Regions from separate parts of the Ovis aries genome. Here region 2 is linked to region 1. A link is a contact called in public Hi-C data. All regions are on one chromosome and are shown on one strand. Each heading gives the region's core, a stretch centred on a gene start, on an enhancer-like site or on the middle of the called end of the contact. The rest is flanking DNA. Distances are from core to core; before and after follow the strand shown.

Region 1 (5,147 bases), core at 1,748-4,247:
AGAAAACCAGACCCCTCTGACTCAGGTATTGTAGTTTTGAATTTGGGGGCTGTTGGTCTCAAATATCACAGAATAGGGAACCACATTCAAAATGCAATTGGCAGTTGGTCCCTAGAGTTCCTGGCAGTCCTGGTTGCCTGTGCAGGCCTGCCCTGACACCTGCATGACACCACACGCAGTCTCTGAGCTTTACACCATGCAGCTTTTAAAAAATTAACTATTTTATTTTTTGGCTGTGTGGGTCTTCACTGCCACACACAGGCTTTCTGTGTGGTGAGTGGGGGCTACTCTTGGTTGCAGTGCACACGCTTTCTATTGCAATGGCTTCTCTTGTTGCAGAGCACGCGCTCCAGGGCAAGTGGGCTTTAGTAGTTGCAGCACGTGGGCTCAGTAGTTCCTGCTCTTGGGCTCGAGAGCATTGGCTCAGTAGTTGTGGAGCCTGGGCTTACTGGCTCCATAGCATGTGGGATCTTCCCAGACCAGGGATCAAACCTGTGTCCCTTGCATTCCAAGGCAGATTCTTAACTACTGGACCATCAGGGAAGCCCCGGCAAGTAACTTTTTGTGTCTCCCTTCTGCATTATCAGACTGATCTCCCTTGGAGACTCTAAAGTCCTACTGCTATCCTCCACACATCCTTTTCTTTGCATTCATGCTAGGAATAGGTGTGTTATCATTAAAATGACATCTGATTCTGCTCTCTGCCTGTCCCTGACTACTGAGGCATCCTGCCACATGTTTATTAGTGGATCCGCTCTACTGCAGAGCTTCTCAACTGAGCGGTTTTTTCTCCCTCCCCAGGGACATATGGCAACGTCTGCAGACATTTTTGGTTATCACAACTCGTGAGTTGGGGAGGGGTGAGGCTGGCATCTAGTGGGTAGGCACCGGGGATGCTGCTATGTATCTTATAAAGCGCCCACAGCAAGGGGCTGTGAGACCCAGTGTCTACAGTGCTGAGGTTGATAAATCCTGCTGCACTGTGAACTGCTGGGAAGGTTCTTTGTCTTTAAAAAAAAATCAATTTAGAGATGCTCTTGACCGGTCACAGGCATTTTACTGTTTAAATAATGTATTTACTTGTCTGTGCTGGGTCTTCTCTCCAGTTGCGGCACATGAGCTTCTCATTGCAGTGGCTTCTCTCGTTGCAGAGTCCGGGCTCTGGGGAGCACACGTTTCAGCAGTTGTGGCACGTGCGCTCAGTAGTTGCGGCCCCCCCCACCCCGCCCCGCCCCCGGCTCTAGAGCACAAGCTCAGTGGTTGTGGCACATGGCTTAGGTGCCCCGCAGCATGCGGGATCTTCCCAGGATTCGGGGATCAAACCCGTGTCTCCTTGGGTTGGCAGGCAGACTCCTTACCACTCAGCCACCCAGGGAAGCCCGCAGGCATTTTATCTGCCATCTGCATTGCAACGGGAAATTTTGGAATTCCCCCCAATCCATCCTCTTTTCATTTTGTTTATGGTATCTTTGGACACACGTATAAAAATTAATGCAGTCACATATGTGCTTCACTTTTTATTACAGTCTCTGAGTTTCCTGTCCTGGTTGAGTCTCTGCTACCCTTGTTCAGGGCACATGGTTTTCTATTTCCAGTTCTGTTAGGGTTGCTATTTATTGTTCAATTCATTAGGCCTTAATCCATCTGGAACTGATTTTTGTGACTGGTGGGAGGTGAGGGTCCAAAGACAGATTTTTTTCCAGGTAGAGAGCCAGCTGTGGTTTTATCATACCTCAAATTAGCTATCCTTCCCCACTAAATTAATGTCACACACACATATACGGCACCCTCTTCTTTTCCAGTGATACTTGTCAATCTTTGGTTAGTACCATCAGATCCTGATTATGTGGTTTTGTAGTACCACAAAGGCCAACTCTCACTTCTATTCCTTTTTTTTTTCCCCTTAAATAATTTTTGGGTCAATTCAGACATTTCTTCTTTCTTAGGTCTTCAAATAAATAACGGAAGCCTCTTCTTCCTCCCATGCTGGGTTTTGTTGCTCAGCTTTCTGTTTGTAGCACAGTGCACTTTTCGTCTGCGTCGCTGGTGAGGACTGTGACAGTCATTGGTTCCTGGAGTCCCTCCTGCCAGCCGCACTCTGTGCCCTGTCCCAAGCAGCAGCATGGTGCCTGGCACGTGGCTGGAGCTGGAATAAACGAAGGAATGTATGATGCAGATCTTTTTTTTTTTTTTTTTTCCCAAACAGGAAAACTAGTTCTCTCTTTTGTGTTGGTTTGGGACCTGGCAGTCAGAGGTTGGCTTAGTCCTTGTCATTGTCGAGGGGTGGCCTCAGACAGTCGTTTCTCTCCTCTGCTTCGGTTTTCTTACCTGTCAGGCTGGACCTGATGAGCCCTGAGCACCTTCCACTCTCACGCAGCTGGGGGTGGGGAAGTGATGAAGAGCTCTAGGGAGACGCACCACGCAAACGGAAACGCTGGGTTGACTTATCGCAGGCACAGTGCAGGGGCCTCCATACTTTTAGGGGCCCATGAAAATGGCCCACTGTCTTTTAAAAATTGGAAGAAAACGAAGTCATCCCTTTTAAGTCACATGATCTGGCTTTAGGTCCGATCCCCCTAGAAAGGGGCGGGGGGAGGGAAGAGGAAGAGGCTCAGATGGGAAGGGATGGGTTTTTGCCTGCTCCATGTTCACGACCACAGCCGCGTTTTCCAGATGCCAACACGCACGCAGGCCTGTAGCTTAGAAACTGCAAGCCCAGGAGTCAAACCCAGTATTTCTGGGCCGAGCCCCGCCTCCGGGGAAACAAAGGGCAGTCACACCGCAGGCTTCCTCTCAGGCTGCCCAACCACTGCGCCACCCGACCAAGCTGGAAGTGTCCCCATCGGGTGCTGAAGGTAGACCTCTGGGCCCTCTGTGAGGCGAGGCAGTTTGGGCCGGGGTAGAAGTTCCCGGTACCCAACCCCTCCTCTCTGGGCACGTCCCTGGGATTCCACCCGCCCCGGCTCCAGCTCCTTTCCCAGCCTGGAGGGCCGGCCCGAGAGGCTCTGCTGGCGCTCTGGCGCCCTCCAGTGACCATCTGCTCTAAGGCCCGCTCTCAGCCCTTCCCCCTCCCTCCCTCCCCAGCCCTTCCCCCTCCCTCCCTCCCCAGCCCTTCCCCCTCCCTCCCTCCCCAGCCCTTCCCCCTCCCTCCCTCCCCAGCCCTTCCCCCTCCCTCCCTCCCCAGCCCTTCCCCCTCCCTCCCTCCCCAGCCCTTCCCCCTCCCTCCCTCCCCAGCCCTTCCCCCTCCCTCCCTCCCCAGCTCCGGGCAATCTGCTGCCTGATTGCTTCCTCATCTCCCTCCAAGCACAAAGAAGTGACCTGCGGAGGGGGGCATTTCTCTTTCAAAGCCTCCCAGGTCACTTGCCCCTCCCTAGCCCACCCCACTACTTTAAGTCAGTCAGCTTTAAATCAATCAGCATCGCCTGAAATCACATGAGCTGGCTTTAAATCAGTCAGTCACTATGGAGAACAGAATGGAGGTGCCCCAAAAAACTAAAAATAGAGTTGCCATGGGATCCGGCAGTGATACTCCTGGGCATATATCCAGGGAAAACTCTCATTCGAAACGCACTTCAGTGTTCACACCAGCACTAATTACAATAGCCAAGACATGGAAGCAACCTAAATACCCATCGACAGATGAATGGATAAAGAAGATACGGTATACAACTAATATGGAATATTACTCAGCCATGAAAAAAGAACAAAATAACGCCATTTGCAGCAATGAGTGGACCTAGAGATTATCATATTAAGTGAAGTAAGTTAGACAAAGACAAACGCCATATGGTATGACTTACATATAGAATCTAAAATATGACACTAAAAAACATTTACACGAAAAGAAACAAACTCATAGACATAGAGAACAAACTCAAGGTGAGCAAAGGGGAAAGGAGGGAGGGATAAATTAGGAGTTTGGGATTAGGAGATACAAATTATTATACATAATAAATAAACACAAGGTACTACTGTAGGAAAAAAACAGGAAGAAGCCCCCTCCCCCCAGTGTGTGTGCACACACACTCATATTCTCTCTCTCACATACATACACACACACTCACACACTAACGCCAGCCCAGGCACTGACTCTGAGGTCACAATGAACAGGCTGCAGAAAGCAATTTCACTGCCAGGCATTCTGATAATACAGTTATTGAAACCGCTAGCTGACAACAGTTAATGCAGTAACTAAGATAACTTGGCCTAAAAGCTTTGATTTAAAATTACCCTGGCATGTGTATACTGTCTAATTATTCTCTCCCATGATCTACCCTCTCATTAAAGTCAAATTTCTTTGTGAGAAATTCTACATTTTGCACCACGATTGGGAAGAAGCCACATGCACTCACCTGCTCATGACAGGGGTGGGCTATCAGAGGAGCTAAAGGGGAACGGCGTGTCCTGTCCTCCCAGGTGCGGGGAGATCCGTCTCTGCAACAGACCACACCCTCCTTCCCAGCTTTCCCTTAGGAAAGGACCGGTGGAAATCTACTACACCTGCATCAGCTGAGGACCCCAAACAACTAGGTGCCTAAGTGGGAGGGAGGTGCCCATGGGGCTGGAAGAGGCACCTCGAACTCAGAGAAAACTCAATAAGCTGGCATCCAATTCACTTCTCCACCGGTGAGAAAGCCCAGGCTGACCTGCTGGAGACCAAACACCAAGCCGGTGGCAGCAGTGGGAACAGAAACTGTTTTCAGCGCAAAGCTGCTCTCACTGCGCCTGCCATCACGTCTCCTTCTAACTCACGGTTTCCTGGCACATCCCCACCTAGCAGAGCTCCAGGCGTGGTGTGTGGCTCCTGGCATGGAGATGCTGTTGGCTGGACCAGGCTTCTGAGGCCACGCTCCAGGGTGGCCCCTGGCTGTTGGGCGGTTCTCTTTTGTCTGCATCTCTAGCCAGCTGCCTGCCAGGCCCTCGGCCAATCTAGGATTCTGCGATGGGGTTGGGCACCTGACGAGGCTCACCTGTGGGAGGAGGGTCGTGGCCAAGGCTTCTGTTGGCAAGCTCTCGGCCAGTGTCTGAACAAACAGCATCCTTGCTGTGTGTGTAAACCCTCAGAGGTACTGCGATACTGTTTTTTAAACATAAGCCCCACTTGGCATATTTCGGAGATAAATTCCCCCATTAAAGTTCTGGGATGA
Region 2 (5,338 bases), core at 1,247-3,746, 74 kb before region 1:
AGTACCATAGGAGAGGGATAATCTAAGGTTTGGAGACACCAAGGGACTTTCTCTAAGTGGGTACTAGACTCAGTGGAGAAACCACACATCCAGAGAACGTCATGGAATATGAAGGAAAATGTATCACGAACTTTAAAGAATTCTTCAATCATTTCACAAAGCTTAGGTAATGATGAGAGCATGGAGTCTGTATTCAATCAGTTATCCCAGCTTTAAAGTTTAGAGCTCTGAACAAGCCAATTTCTCCATCTTTTCCTTTGTTAAGTGAGATTATCACCCATCTTTCAAGGGTTAATTGTGAAAATTAATGCAAGTTCACATCTACAAAGCACTTAACAAACACTAAGTTAATGATAAACGGTGAGAAGTACCCAGCCAATTTAGGTCCTGTGACTATGAGTGAATCTTACCTCATATCCGAGGGTCAGTATCCTTATTTGTTAAAGATTTGAGATCCCAAGGTCCCAAGAGAGGACGCAACTAGCTTGGTGACTCACGGGGTCAAGCTAGCCTTAGAGCCCGCTTGTGTTCTCGTGTTTACTCCCTCAGAGTTTTGAAGCAACAGAGGGAATGGTTAGCACCGTGTCTCTTCTCTGCAGATGATCCCCAACCCACACTTAAAAGGCTTTCTGTTCAGTGATAAAAATGTCAATCCTAAGCGAATTCAAAGGTTAGCTGCTCAAACGCAGTCGGCAGCTTCTCCTGTACTCACTCAGATCTTGACATCGGATAGTGTTGAAGTCAAAGTTAATGCAGAGATAATCACACGTATCTCTAAGGTCTGGTATAGAGATGCCATCAGGACAATTGATGATACCAGTTTTGTAGTAATCCTATAAAGAGATTGACAAGAGGAAATGTAGTCAAAGAACAAGATGGAAACGTCCCTCTTCAGCTCTGACTCACTCATTCCTGGTCCAGGTAAAGTGCTGGGTTACTAGAACTATCACCACGTTGGTGATTCATCAGACAGCAAAGTGACTCCTGGCCATCTGGACACATTCAATCACAACTTGACACCTGACTGCGCTCACATAAGCAAGAAGGACTTAAGATTACAGGAAGAGAAAATAAAGCAGGAGAGGCAGTAACTAGGAATGGCAAACCCTGGAGTCAGAGCACAGTCTGACGGACCCGGAAGGCCTCTGCCTACGCCCGCCCCCGGGGAAGGGCAGCCGGGCCACTACGCACCAGCACCGTTCGGAACACAGCTGCGCTGACTCCTTCTGCAATCTCGTACTCGCCCTTCTCGTTGGGGCGCGTGAAGTTGTACTCTCTTCCTGGCCCAAACATCCTGAAAGATGCCCAGGCAACAGTGTTACCCCCTCCAGCAGGATTCTCCGCAGACGAAACTTCTCCCTTTTTCACCTTAGCCTGGAAGACTCCAATCCCCTCTTACAATATAATTTTAAAACAGAGCACCAGGCCTCAACCCCTCTTAAGACACACTTAGGTCTTAGGAAACTCCCTTCAGACAGAGAAAGAAGGCAGCAATGCTTTCAGTGTTTGAGTGCAACGAGGAACAAAGCAGCCTCCCCTGGTCACCAGCAGTGAGCTTCTGTGGCGCACAGCGGCACCTGTGGAGCTGCGCCTGGAACGTCTCCAGAGCACCGGCATCCTGGGTGACAGTGTCTCCTGCCCTGAGCCTTTCTGTTCCTCCTCCTCACCCATCAGCATGTACCCGTCCAGCACGCCATCCTCGATGTTTCTGAGTTTCGCTTTTCAGTATCTGATAGATGAATCTGTGTTAGTTCGTGCAGATGTTAGTGCTTTCCCTTTCCTGGTACATTTTACAGCTGAGCTCTGGAAAAAATGCCCTTCCTCAATCCAAGGAGTAACCAATGGTGGGAATTTCAGGTCAAACCAAAAAGGAGGGGAAGAACTGGATTATCAACAGTTTGACATATTTCAGAGAGGCAGGCCTGCTCTGGGCTGACTTCAGAGGTCATGCAGGCACAGGGAGGAAACCCTGCTTTCATACTCATCCATTCCCATCCCTCCTCCCTCTCTCAGATCCCTTCCAGAAAAACTGGCTCCATGACCCCTACTTCCCCTGCTACACGTATGTGCAGGAGCTGTGGAAGGAGAAGCCAGCACAAAGGACAGGGCAGGTGGTTGGTACTGTCGGTCAGCCCAACGGGGACTCACTGCCTTTTCCTTCCTTAACCTGTTGGGAAGCCCGGCTGTCCAGCTGTTCAAAACTGTTATGCTCCACCCTGAACTGGCTGCTCTCCAAGGTCTGAAAAAAAGTCACATGCTCTCCAAATCTCTGCACTGTACATAAAAAATCCATCTGATAAAAGTAGTCTTCAAAGAATGCTGACTTTTTTCCGGAATGTTTTGGGTGAAGTGTAGCTGAGATAGCAATCAATCAAAACAGTGAACAACATGCCATAAACATAACCGCACCTCAGAGCCGTCCGTCAGGAGTGGCGTGGATCTGCGTTAGCATTCTGTTTCTCAGCTTGTCCCCTGTGGCTAGTGGCCCGCATCTGTATGCTCAGTGGCCAGGGATATGAACACTTTATGCAGCCACAGGACAGAACCAACCCACAAAACTCTCCGAATTCATGACCTCGGCTGACTCAATGATGAACCACCTAGATAAAGGGATCTATTACCCAGAACACGCTTGCCTTTCTTTTCTTGAGCACTACTTTCGGAGGCAGCCTACTTCACACAGACAGCCTACCCGAAGAAGCACCTTTTTGGGGCACCTGGGGAGAAGTGATGGAGGAGATGCCAAGACTGAAGACATGAAGTCAAGTCTAAAACAGGGCCAATTTAGAAAATCTTTTAAAGTTCTAGCTTAATCTTAAGTCATATGTTTAAGAAATATATAGGTTTGGCTCCAGTTAAAACTGGTGGGTTCATCAGCCAGTTCATCATTTGTATATATGTAAGTAGGCAGATATTTGAATAGCTTAGATTTCACTTAGCCTAAAATTCAGCAAATGGTGTGGTCCATTCTGATTTCTAATTCAGTTAAAATCAGTTCAAAGTCTGGAGAGAGGTTGTATCTTTAGATAAGATCCACTATTAAGTACTAGTTGAAAAGCCAAATGTTTGTGTGTATACACTCAAATTATTTTCCTCTTAACCCAGTCTGCTCTACACGTTAAGGTGTGTACAGCTGGCTAGAAGGAGAGCTCCTCACTCCCAGCCCAGGCTCTAAGAATACTTCTGGGACGGTAATCCTCCTCAGTAGACGCTTTCCTTTTCCTAAACTCAAGTCATAAAAAGCTGGAGGCAGGAGATGCTGAGGGGAGAATACGACTATATTCTGAATTAAGCAGCACAGAGAATGGAACCTGACCGTCCGTAGAGAGCCACCATCATACAGAACAGCCAGCTACAAAGATCTAGTTTCAGAAAGCCTGATTAGTGATGGAGGTCTTAGAAACTGATGCCACCTGGACCTTTTGCACTCCCCTTTGTGGGGGCTCGAAAGTACCTACCCCCCAAAATCACCAACACATGTAAGATTTTTATGCTGTTTCACAAAAGTATCAAGGTAGAAAAGTAAGCAATTCAATGTTTTCATTCTCACATCTAATGCAAGGCAAACGGCAGGTATTTCTATTCATAGAGAAGAGAGTGAATTTGGAAGGAAATTATCATCAATTACCTGCCCAACATGGTATCCGGATGAGCAGTGAAAATTTGTGGGTTGACAACAAAGCGTGTGCCATCTACGAGAAGTGTCACTTTCTCTGGTGCCTGAGAGTGAACGTTACAGCCAAAGCCCACTGCGCTGTTTCCAAATCGCTCCGGAGCAATGAAGGGTTCATGATTCCGTTTATTCCCACTCTGGAAGCAAGAGCCTTTGACATCTTCAGGAAGTGACATCATGTGAGGCAATGGAAGATTTGCTGGCTGAGAGGCAGAGTCAAGTGGAAGGTCTAAAAGATCATACGATACAAACAAACCAAAATAACTTGACAGTAAAAAGCCTCGGGAGAAAAATAAACCTTGTCCTTTTAAAAAAACAAGAACAAAAAACATTAAACAAAAAAATCCCCAAACTTTAGGTAGCCAAAGGCAGAAACTCTTGTCTAGAGCACATAAAGGAAAAACAAACTAGACTCACACTGGACGCCCAGGAGCTTTTTCTTCTGCGTTGCGTATGTTTTTGTGCGCTGGGGAGAGGGCAATGAAGGCAGTAATGCCCGCACTCTAAAAATATAACTATTAGGGAATTCCCTGGAGGTCCAGTGGTTAGGACTCACTGCTTCCACTGTTGGGGGCCCAAGTTTGATCCCCGTTCAGGGAAGGAAGATCTCGCAAGCCATGGGGCATGGCCAAAAAATAAAATCACTGAACACTGGAGAAGAATTTCTGTGGAAAACAAGCAACCCTCTGCCATATTTTTAAACCTCCCCTAGTCTTGTTTCACAGGCACTTTATTTTCATTTTCACTTCTATCTCTAAATACCGACCATATTTCCTGCATTTTATTTAAGAAACTTGATAACTTCATTAGTCAACACTATTAGTTTTCTACATTCTTAAAAAACATTTCTAAATTTTATTTTCCAAAAAGGATAGTGCTAAGTCTCTGATTGCCCCACTTTTCCTAGAAATGCATTTAAAAATGCATTTTCATTATGCATAGGGGAAGCCTAACATCACCAACACCATTTTCTGAACAGACAGGTCTTGCTCTCAATGGAAAAGTTCCAATGCAAATGGTCTTGGATTAGAATTCATTCATGGAATCAAAATTTTTGTTTTAGTATCACCAAAGAGCCATTTCCGTAAAGAATTTGACTTTTCTAAACCTGATTCGTTACCTGTAAAGTGAAAATAACGTTCACTCCACCTACCTCACAGGATTGGTTTGACTATCAACTGAAGTAAAGTCTGCGGCAGCACTTAAAAATGTGTAATACCACACCGTCTGAGATCTGGCTGCATACAGAAGATGACAAGGAGAAAGTATTTTCAAAAGGATTACCAGAAGATTGGTTTTTACATTTTTTTGGCCACAGCATGCAGCATTTGGAATCTTAAGCTTCCTGACCAGGTATCGAACCCGCACCCCCTTGTAGTGGGTGTGTGGAGTCGTAACCACTGGATGGCTGGGGAAGTCCCAGAAGATTCTTTTTAAATAGGGAGCTCTCCTAGTATATTTTATGTTAATGGAAAATAATGTGTTTTTTTTTTTAAATGAAAAATTTCAAATATATCAAAACCTAAAGTTAACACAGTATGTATACATCACCAGGATTTGGCTAGTTAACATTTTCCTAAATTTTCTTCAGACTTTTTTAGAAAGAAATGAAATGTTATAGGCACAATTGAATATCTCACTCCCACCCTTCATGTCTTTTAAATT

Evidence for each region. A called contact is a pair of places that touch in the nucleus more often than the background predicts.
Region 2: a contact with region 1 is called in a Hi-C map of blood, with 2.4 times the contacts expected there. The contact joins two enhancer-like sites. A contact is called at or near these places in 6 of 16 Hi-C or Micro-C datasets (blood, liver, mixed tissues and 3 more).

The regions. Positions count from the first base shown.
Region 1 is chr20:10,429,076-10,434,222 of ARS-UI_Ramb_v3.0, reverse strand. No RefSeq gene overlaps it. Among named protein-coding and RNA genes, the nearest start is that of PXT1, 28 kb to the left of the region's middle. Within about 2 kb of position 2,997, at least 27 of the 54 cell types and tissues checked have an H3K27ac peak or open chromatin away from gene starts, as enhancers often do. A contact at or near this core is called in liver, where this site is marked.
Region 2 is chr20:10,502,164-10,507,501 of ARS-UI_Ramb_v3.0, reverse strand. It overlaps KCTD20 (potassium channel tetramerization domain containing 20), which reads right to left. Exons shown (of 9, transcript XM_060403137.1): 4 at 3,629-3,902; 5 at 1,192-1,294; 6 at 713-833. Among named protein-coding and RNA genes, the nearest start is that of KCTD20, 31 kb to the right of the region's middle. Within about 2 kb of position 2,496, at least 3 of the 54 cell types and tissues checked have an H3K27ac peak or open chromatin away from gene starts, as enhancers often do. A contact at or near this core is called in liver, where this site is marked.